Regions from separate parts of the Sus scrofa genome. Here region 1 is linked to region 2. A link is a contact called in public HiChIP or PLAC-seq data. All regions are on one chromosome and are shown on one strand. The core of a region is the stretch at or near the end of the contact, and the rest is flanking DNA. Distances in the headings are between cores, read along the strand shown.

Region 1 (4,602 bases), core at 252-2,751, 66 kb before region 2:
AAGAATGAATGGGCTGAGAGCCAGAAATGAAAACCTGCATTACCTGAATGACAGTCTTCACAGCCTGAATAACTCTTCAGAAACACTTTTCACTTCCTATTCATAATGGAACGAGATGCCTAGCAGTTACATGTGCAGATATCTGAAGGGATGAAATCCGTGTCCTTTGGTGAGACAGAGCCATACCATCCAGCTGGCAGGGGACCACCCCAGATGGCTCAATCCATCATTCCGGTCTAAGCAGATGTGGATGATGGAGATGGAAGGAAAAACCTGGGAAACCAAAAACATGAATTCCAGACCTCCTTTAAACAGGTGTGACCACCATCCTGGTGGAGCTACCGAGGGAAGCGCTTGGAACTGAGGAATTGCTGCTCACCTACGTCTAGTCAGCAGTCACACACAACCATTTTCACCACAAGGGGGCGCAGGCGCTCTCACCAGCAGTGGGTTTGGAGCTGCCACCACCCCAGCAGGTCTCTCCCCTGTACACCAAAATAAACAAATGAATGCAATCATCCACAATGATTAAGATTTAGGATATTTAATTACTTGTTTCTTAAGAGATTATTGCTGCAGTTAGGAAGGGAGCACTGAGATGGGAAAGGAGGAGGTTAGACAGAAAAGACTGAAAAGAGCCAAGTACCATTTTCCAAGTACAAAACTGGTCATCTTAAAAGTGACATGGCAGTATATTCACACAACTACTTACATCTAATGCAGAAACATGACAGTACAGTTTTTGCAGAGGCCAATGTGACATCTGCTAGCAACATGATACCATTAAGACATTCCACCCATCTCTGCCAGACTAGGTATTACTAATAGGCACAGAAACATACAGAATAGAAAGCCCACACATGTTGAGTCAAACTAATGCTCACAATCATAAATTAAAGTGGCAACAGCAGGTCCCTTTGAAAAACACCATTGCCCCCCCAACCCCAGCAGCAATGTCACAGCACGGAGGGAGGTCCTGGAAGCAACAGCACATGTGGCAAGGCACGTGCTTCTCCATTTTAGCAGCTGACAAACCACAATGGTGCCTGCTGGGCAGTTCTTGGTCCCTGGACTTCCTCCAGCATGACACATACACACTGGAGACTCAGGGACAGTTCACACACAGCTCTGACCACAGCTCCTCGCTCAGGAGGCACACAGCAGTTCAGCAACCAAGGGGAGCATGACTCCCATGAATCTCAGCCTCTGCCTCCTCACTCACACCAACCGCCATTGGAACCCACAACAGACAGAATGAAACACACCACACCAGCCCTGCCACGGCAAGGCCAGCTGCTCAGTTATTGTGGAGGAAGTACAGTGCTAAAGAACATGTCAGACAAACACGCCAAGGAGCTTGGGGGAGGAGGGGTGGCCTGGGCATCTTGGTTGTCCCGGCCAGCATTCCCAGTCAAGGAGGCGAGTGGATACCAGCCTGAAGAGGCAGAATATTCAGGAGTCCCTGAGACAGGTGGTGGAACAGTGGGAAGTTCTCCTGACTTAGCCCTACCCAGATCAAAACCTCAGAGACTGGTCCATTTCCCCTCAGGCCTGAGTCAGGATCAGCCCATCACCACCCTTGGCTGAGGAGGAAGGCACAAGGTATGTTCGTCATGAGAGGACAGTGGCTCGCCCTGGATCAGGGCTCTGTAAGGGGGAAGAGGGTAGGAGGTGGGTGCAGGGTTGGGTCCTGTCCCTGCACCACCCTGAGCAACTAGTCTTAGGAAGGAATCCCAGGCTCTAGACCACACGTGACATTTGCCATCACTTTCCTATTCTAGAAAGTTTATCTCAGACTAGCAGGGCTGAGGAGCGTCCAGTACCTGAGGCTTAACTGCCAGAGTACCTTTGGGATCTGAATAAAGGGGGAAGAGGCAGGAAGACACACTAATGCAGAAAGAGATTTCCCTGGCCTTGAGGGCCCTCTCATGCCCTCCTCACGGCCACCTCAGGTAAGTCAAGGCAACTTGTGAAGGTGCTTTGAGCTGTTCTTTCAAGCATAGTCTCATGCATCCCCACCACCAACTCTGGTGAGGCACACATTTGAATTTGGGTGCTCGTCCTACTCTGATACTCAGAAAAGTATAGAAAAGGTCTGGTTCCGATTATCACTGGCCCAAGAGAAGGTTCAGGTGTGTTCTGAATACTGCCAGTTCAGAGAGGCAGCACCAGGGCCTGAAGGTCCTAGATTCTCTGGAAACTGCAATCTCTTCCCAGTCCATGGAAATAGGAATGAACCAATGGGAACACAGTTTCAAACAACAATCTTCAGTCAAGTATCAAATGGAAACTGCAGGCAAAGAAGAGGACCAGCAGACCGCTCCAAGCTCTCCTTGGCGGACTGAGCAGATCCACTTGACTGCAAGCACCCTGCCTCACAGAATCAACGGCTCTTCAACCTGCACCCTGGAGAAATAACACGAGCTGCAGTCAAAGGGACTCTGCGACAATCACCACTCTAAGAGGAGAGCCGGAAAAGCCTCCTGCTTAGAGAAAGCCTTACTCCACCCAGGGAGACATTGGTTAGGGAACGCTTCCTGTCTGACCAGCCCATCTGCCCGAGGTAACAAAGCCAACCTGTTCCTACCGCATAAACTGCAGCCCAGGTTCCCTAAGGAGTCGGGCCAGGTCAGAGCTGCCACAATGTGACTAAGTGAAGTTGAGAGAGAGAGAGAGGTTAGAGAAGGGAACAGTTAAAAGAAGTCCCAGGGTCGCATTTAGAACAAGGGCGAAATAATTATGTCACGGAATCCTTTGGGTCTTCACGTTAAAAACCACAAAAGGATGGAAACAAGAGTCCTGAGGATCAAGCTGTCTCATGGTCTGTTTCGCTGTGCTCTAAGGAGCAAGACCAGATGTTGAAACGGCGGGGCCTGTCCCATACCCCGAGAACCTTCCAGAGGCCAGACGCCCCTCGGAGCTACAGAGGGTCCCAGCTCAGCGGGGTTTTGGAGAACCATTCATCTGGCTGCCCTGAGGTACAGCGTCTGTGCTGAAAAGGCTGTCCAAGAAGAAGGAGGACAATTCTGCCACCAGGTTCCTGTCGATGGTAGCCTGGGCCATGCCGTAGATCGCACCCTACAAACCCATCAAAGGACATCATTAGTGACAAGGGGCTCAAAGCCAAGATAAAGCTGTGGTCATGCCTCCTTTACCGGTCCTTGTTGTGCTCCCTGTGCTCCACCCCCCCACACCCCAACTCCATTCCCACCCCAGGTGCTCTTCTAGCAGAAAGACAGCTGGCCTAGGACATCTTTCACAGGGACCTGCCTCTGCCTTTCTGCCCAAAGAACTATCCTGTGGGATTTGGTGTAGAAAATTATAGAGGAAAAAGTCCTCTACTGTGTCCCTGTGTCAAAATTTTCTTCAAATGGACACTGCCCCCATCTGCCTTTGTCTAGCACTTTCAAATTTAGAGCATGCTTATTATATACAGCATAGCTCATTTGAGGCTAAAAACCCTGGGAGGGGTGAGGCAGAGAGCATCAGCTCCAAAGGAAGAGGATGGTGGAAAGGGGGGCGGGGGCAAATGCAGCAACAGACTTGAGGATACCTGATTCTTTCAAACCCCCACCAACACCTACCCTTCGACAGGAAGGAACCCCCCCCCCCCCCGCCCAGGGGTCCCTACCATTCCTGTGGTCTTGGCTTTAGGATTCTTCATGATCTGAGTGACGGATTCCCGGATGTCCTTTAGGAACTGTATGGCCACTCGCTTCCGGGTGTGTACCAGCGTGATGCAGAAATGAATGCTACAGGAGAGGAAAGAGACAAAGTGAGATGAATCTTGGAAAAAGAAAATTCTAAAACCAAGTGGCCCCCAATACAGGAACTTATTGGTTGTGTCTGCATGTTGGGCCAAGTGTAGTCATGCAAGCCGTTCCCAGTCCTGGGCCTCAGGGCTCTCAAACACACAGGCTGGGGAGCGTAGGCTGGCACGAGGGCTCCATGGCCTGAAGCGTGATCAAGAACCGCCCTGGTCAGAGGAATACAGCTGGCTGTTCTGTCCCAACCCCTCCCTGTAGAAACTGCCATTCCTGCAACCATGTGCCAACCAATGGGGTTCTTTTTTCTTAGAAGATAAACCCTCATGGGAACAGAGCTACATGGCTGGGGTCTCGAAGGACTTCAGGGCACAGAAGAAACTCACTCCCCTTGGAGGGAGACTGGGGTACAGAGGGATGGTGAAGGGGGAAAACTGGGTCTAGATGGGACTGACAACAGCGCCGAGAGCATGGGTGGATCAGGGCTGCATGGAGGACACTGAAGAGACCTATTCTATTGGGCAGGAGTGTTTACTTAAAGGCATCACAGAAGATTAGAAAAGCACCATAAAGATGACAGTAGCAGCCCTGAATGATTAGAGGCCCTCTGGAAGGTTCTGAGCTCAGTATTACTCAGGTAATGAGAGCACCTGAGGATGGGAGAGTACAAAGCCCAGAAAGAGTGTGTGTGGTGGGGCGGGGATGAGGGGGATCTCGTGACTGACCGCTGGTCTCAAGAGGCTGCCACCTAATCTGGCCAGTTTAAAGCTAGTCTTGGCTATAAAACTGAACAACTCCAAGTGGCAAGACAGACACTCTGGAGAAACTCCAGTTGCCA
Region 2 (3,982 bases), core at 1,015-3,514:
CTCCCATCCTTGTAACAACCAAAACTTTCAAAATTTTGGGGATGTCCCCTAGGGAGCCAAACTGTCCCACTGAGACCTATTACTAAGGATTGATGAGAGGAATAGGCTCTAACAGAAGCCTCATTCTAATATCTACAGCTGAATACCTGTCAGGTTAAAAGGGACTCAAGCAGCATTCCAGCCCATCCATCCCACCTAACATTGCATGTCAGACTCTCCAAGGGGCCTCTCCAAGTCTCCATGTCAGAGCTTTCCTCCAGACCTGGTGAAGGATGGGGAGGGCCCAGACATCGGTATTTTGAACACCCCTCAGATAAAAGTTGCTAAATTCTATCCATTCTCATCCATTTCTATGCCTTGGTCCCACAGCTCATGGAAAGTGAACTTGGAATTCCTGACATTCCAGCTCTAGATGCCCAGGCCCAGAAAATGCAATGAAGCTTGGAGGACAGCACGCTGGCTTTGAGACTCACGTGCTGCATGGCTTGGGATGCACCATTCCCCACTACAAGTCTCAATTTTCTGAGCTCAAAATTGGATAGGGAGGAGAAGCTGCTTTCCAACACTGTCAGTCTAGAATGCTCTATGCCCACTTTGGGTTAAACTTTCCGGAAGCCTCTGTTTAAAAACTCCACGTTTCTGTGCTCAGGTTCCAGGAAGGGCCCTCGATCACACACTTCTTTGGTTGGAGAGAGTGTCCAACCTGGTCCTGAGCTGATGATGAGTGACATGGCCAGAATGCCCTGGGAAGCCAGCCCGCCCTCCCTCCCCCTCCCCCACAGTGTTGACACAGATGGCATTCGAAGCAGAGGCCCCCAAGGTTATAAAAGTCCTGTGTAAACAGAGGACCAAGGGGGTCAGTAGGAACCTTGGTCCATGGTCACTACCTGCCTGGCCCTGCAGAACCGGTTTCCAGGGCTGAATCACCCAGAGGAGCGGGGCTTTTGACAGCTAGGTGGCACCTGTAGCCTGAGCTCAGGGTCAAGGCTGAAGGAGAGGGTGTCCAGCTCTGCACGCAGATGAAAAAGCTTTTAAGGCTTTAAAAATAGAATTGAAGAAATTTTCCCTAGTAGGTTTTTTGTTTTGTTTTGTTTAATTAAGGGCAGTTATTCTAGATGCTCCATGATTGGGGGAATGGACCTAGGCAGAGTGACCAAGGACAGCACGAGCTGAGAGCACAGGCTGATCTGGAGTTAACCAGGCAGAGAGATGCAGGAAGAGTGCCCCAGCTGAGGGAACTATATATGCCAAGGCCAGGATGGCAAGAGTAAGAGGGAAGGGAAGGGGAGGCTGGTGTACAGGTCAGTAGGGACAGATGTGTAGGGCAAATGCACATGCCTTCAGGGGCCCAAGCAGGAAACGTGAGAGTTACCATTTGGGAATGTAGGTCTCAGGATTATTCATTTATCCATGTAACTATTTAATGTTGGTTGCAATAGCCTGGGTGGGGGACGTATCACTGAGTAAAACAAAGATCCCTGCCCTTATGCAGTTTACAGTCTAGTGGAAGGAGAGAGACAAATAAACGGAATAAGTGAACTATATGGCAAGTTAGAAGGTGCCAAGAGCTATAGAAAAAGAAGCAAAAACCTAGCATGGGAAATAGAAATTGTTGGGCATAGAGTTGGCAGTCATGGGTGCTGCTGTTTTAAATAGAACAGGAGAGTAGGCTCAACATCCCAATTTTCCAAAGAAAGTCAGAAGTGCAGTCTCTTTGGTAAAAATGTCTCAATTTTAAAATCATGATGTCCTAGGAGCCTGCCGGAGTAGGGGGTCATTGTCATTCTCCTCGCTAGGACTACTTTAGTTCCTTATGTTGAACAGTGGGAACAGTTTCAGCACCCCAAGGGACCAGAGCCCAGGAGAAGGGTTTGTCATTGCCCTGTGGAAGCACCTTCAGATGTCACCAACCAAGCTTCCAGCCATGTGCAGAGAGCTCTTCCTTTCTTTTAGTTGCCCCAGCTCTTCAGATGTCCCATGTTCTTGGGGCAGACATGGAGCTGCCCACAGCCCCGCCCCTCTCCCCCCACCATTGCCCAAGCTCTGCTGGGAAGACCCGTGCTTTAGAGGGGAAAGATGACAGCCCTAGAGCAGAAAAATGCACAGTATGGACACCAATCCTGTCTCCTGATCTCTAGGCACTGGAGGCACATGCAACAGGCAACAGACTCTTTATCCTTAGTTAGCAAGAGGAAAGAGCAAGCCAGCATAATTTCTGGACAAAAAGAGCTCAAAAAGAGTGTAGGACTATGATGTGTTCTTAGAATTTGCATAATATGTCTTGTGACCATGACATACTTGCTGAATCACCCCTATTTGTTTGGCTTTTTTTTTTTTTTTTTTTTAGGGTCACACCCTTGGCATATGGAAGTTCCCAGGCTAGGGGTCGAATCAGAGCTACAGCTGCCAGCCTACACCACAGCCACAGCAACGCCGGATCCAAGCCACATCTGCAACCTACAGCACAGCTCACAGCAACGCCAGATCCCTGGCCCACTGAGCGAGACCAGGAATCAAACCTGCATTCTCATCGATACTAATCAGACTTGTTTCCACTGCACCACAATGGGAACTCCCCCCCCTCCCCACTGTTTTGGGGTATTTTTGTCTTTTTAGGGCCATACCTCGACATATAGTTTTCCCAGGCTAGGGGTCCAATCAGGGCTACAGCTGCCGGACTACACCACAACCACAGCAACGCCAGATCTGAGCCACGTCTGCGACCTACACCACAGCTCACGGCAACACTGGATCCTTAACCCACTGAGCAAGGCCAGGGATCAAACCCGCAACCTCGTGGTTCCTAGTCAGATTCGTTTCCACTTCGCCATGACAGGAACTCCATCCCACCTCCAATGTTAATTCCATCTTTCTCCTCCAAGGGAGAGAAAAAAATTGGAGATGTGTAGTGATTGTCAGGTGATCTAAAAGGTCATAAAGAAGATCATGACCAAGAGACTGTCAGAATTTTGGGCAACTTATTCAGTTTTTTGAAGTTTTGTTTTTTCATCAAAATATACTACATGTACTGACCAGTCCATGAATCAAGCAATAGAGCTTGGTGAATATTCACAGAGTGAACATCAGTGCTCGGCACCCCTATTATGAAATGGAATGTGGCCAATTCAATTGTTTTTAAATTAACGCACTAGAGGATGGGATACAGGTGGTATGTGTCCTGAGAACTCAGAGCGCTGTAGGATATGGTATTTTTAATTTCATCGAAAGAGCAGCAAGCAGCCGTTGAGGTTGTTTTAATCAAGGAGCTGACTGTATCACATTTGTATTGTGAAACAATTCCTCCACATAATATAAAGGCTGGGAACAAATCCAAGTGGGCAAACTGGTTACAAGGCTTTTGCATTCATCTCAGCAAAGAGTGAAGCTACTTGGTCCTAGGCTAGAACAAGGCCATAAGCTCAGAAGATGGCAAAATGAGATAACAGAATAAAAAGAGCTTCCCAGAAGCACAGTCACACTGGTGCCCTGGCCAGCAGGCTCCCATGAGTGACTTCAGGTTAGTAGCCCCAGGGGAGAAGTCATATTCATTGCTCAAGACAAACTAACCCATATCTAGTGGGCTATACCTTGAACTTTTAGAGCCAGACTCGGGTATCTCCCCCTTAACACTAAGATTCTTTCTGGTCATTTTCCATGAAAAAAAAAGAGTTGGTTGGAGTTCCCACTGCGGCGCAACAGGATTGGCAGTGTCTCTGCAGCGCCAGGACACAGATTCACTTCCTGGTCCGGCACAGTGGGTTCAAGGATCCAGTGTAGCTACAGCTTCAGCGAGGTCACAACTGTGGCTCAGATCTGATCCCTGGCCGGGAAACTCCATGTGCCGCAGGGCAGCCAAAAAAGAAAGAGGAAAAAAAAAAAACAAAACATTGGTTGCAACAATAACTAAAAGAATGATTACATTCACACTGATGTTATTTCTATCCACCCTAGCGTTGGGTGTTGAACTGTCTCCCCCAACCAC

The links. HiChIP or PLAC-seq counts read pairs in DNA pulled down with a chosen protein or histone mark.
Region 1: an H3K27ac HiChIP or PLAC-seq map of alveolar macrophages shows a contact between it and region 2. The contact joins two enhancer-like sites. A contact is called at or near these places in 1 of 5 promoter capture datasets (liver), 8 of 47 Hi-C or Micro-C datasets (alveolar macrophages, blood, fetal heart ventricle and 3 more) and 1 of 2 datasets of contacts at active chromatin or transcription factors (alveolar macrophages).

What each region holds. Positions count from the first base shown.
Region 1 is chr14:73,776,295-73,780,896 of Sscrofa11.1, reverse strand. SGPL1 (sphingosine-1-phosphate lyase 1) reads right to left here. Exons shown (of 16, transcript XM_005657411.3): 15 at 3,632-3,752; 16 at 529-3,078. The coding sequence ends at 2,938. It also overlaps a transcript of PCBD1 not described here. Among named protein-coding and RNA genes, the nearest start is that of PCBD1, 29 kb to the left of the region's middle. Within about 2 kb of position 1,501, at least 13 of the 83 cell types and tissues checked have an H3K27ac peak or open chromatin away from gene starts, as enhancers often do. A contact at or near this core is called in alveolar macrophages and retroperitoneal adipose tissue, where this site is marked.
Region 2 is chr14:73,711,978-73,715,959 of Sscrofa11.1, reverse strand. All of the region lies in intron 1 of SGPL1 (sphingosine-1-phosphate lyase 1), which reads right to left. Among named protein-coding and RNA genes, the nearest start is that of SGPL1, 17 kb to the right of the region's middle. Within about 2 kb of position 2,264, at least 3 of the 83 cell types and tissues checked have an H3K27ac peak or open chromatin away from gene starts, as enhancers often do. A contact at or near this core is called in alveolar macrophages and retroperitoneal adipose tissue, where this site is marked.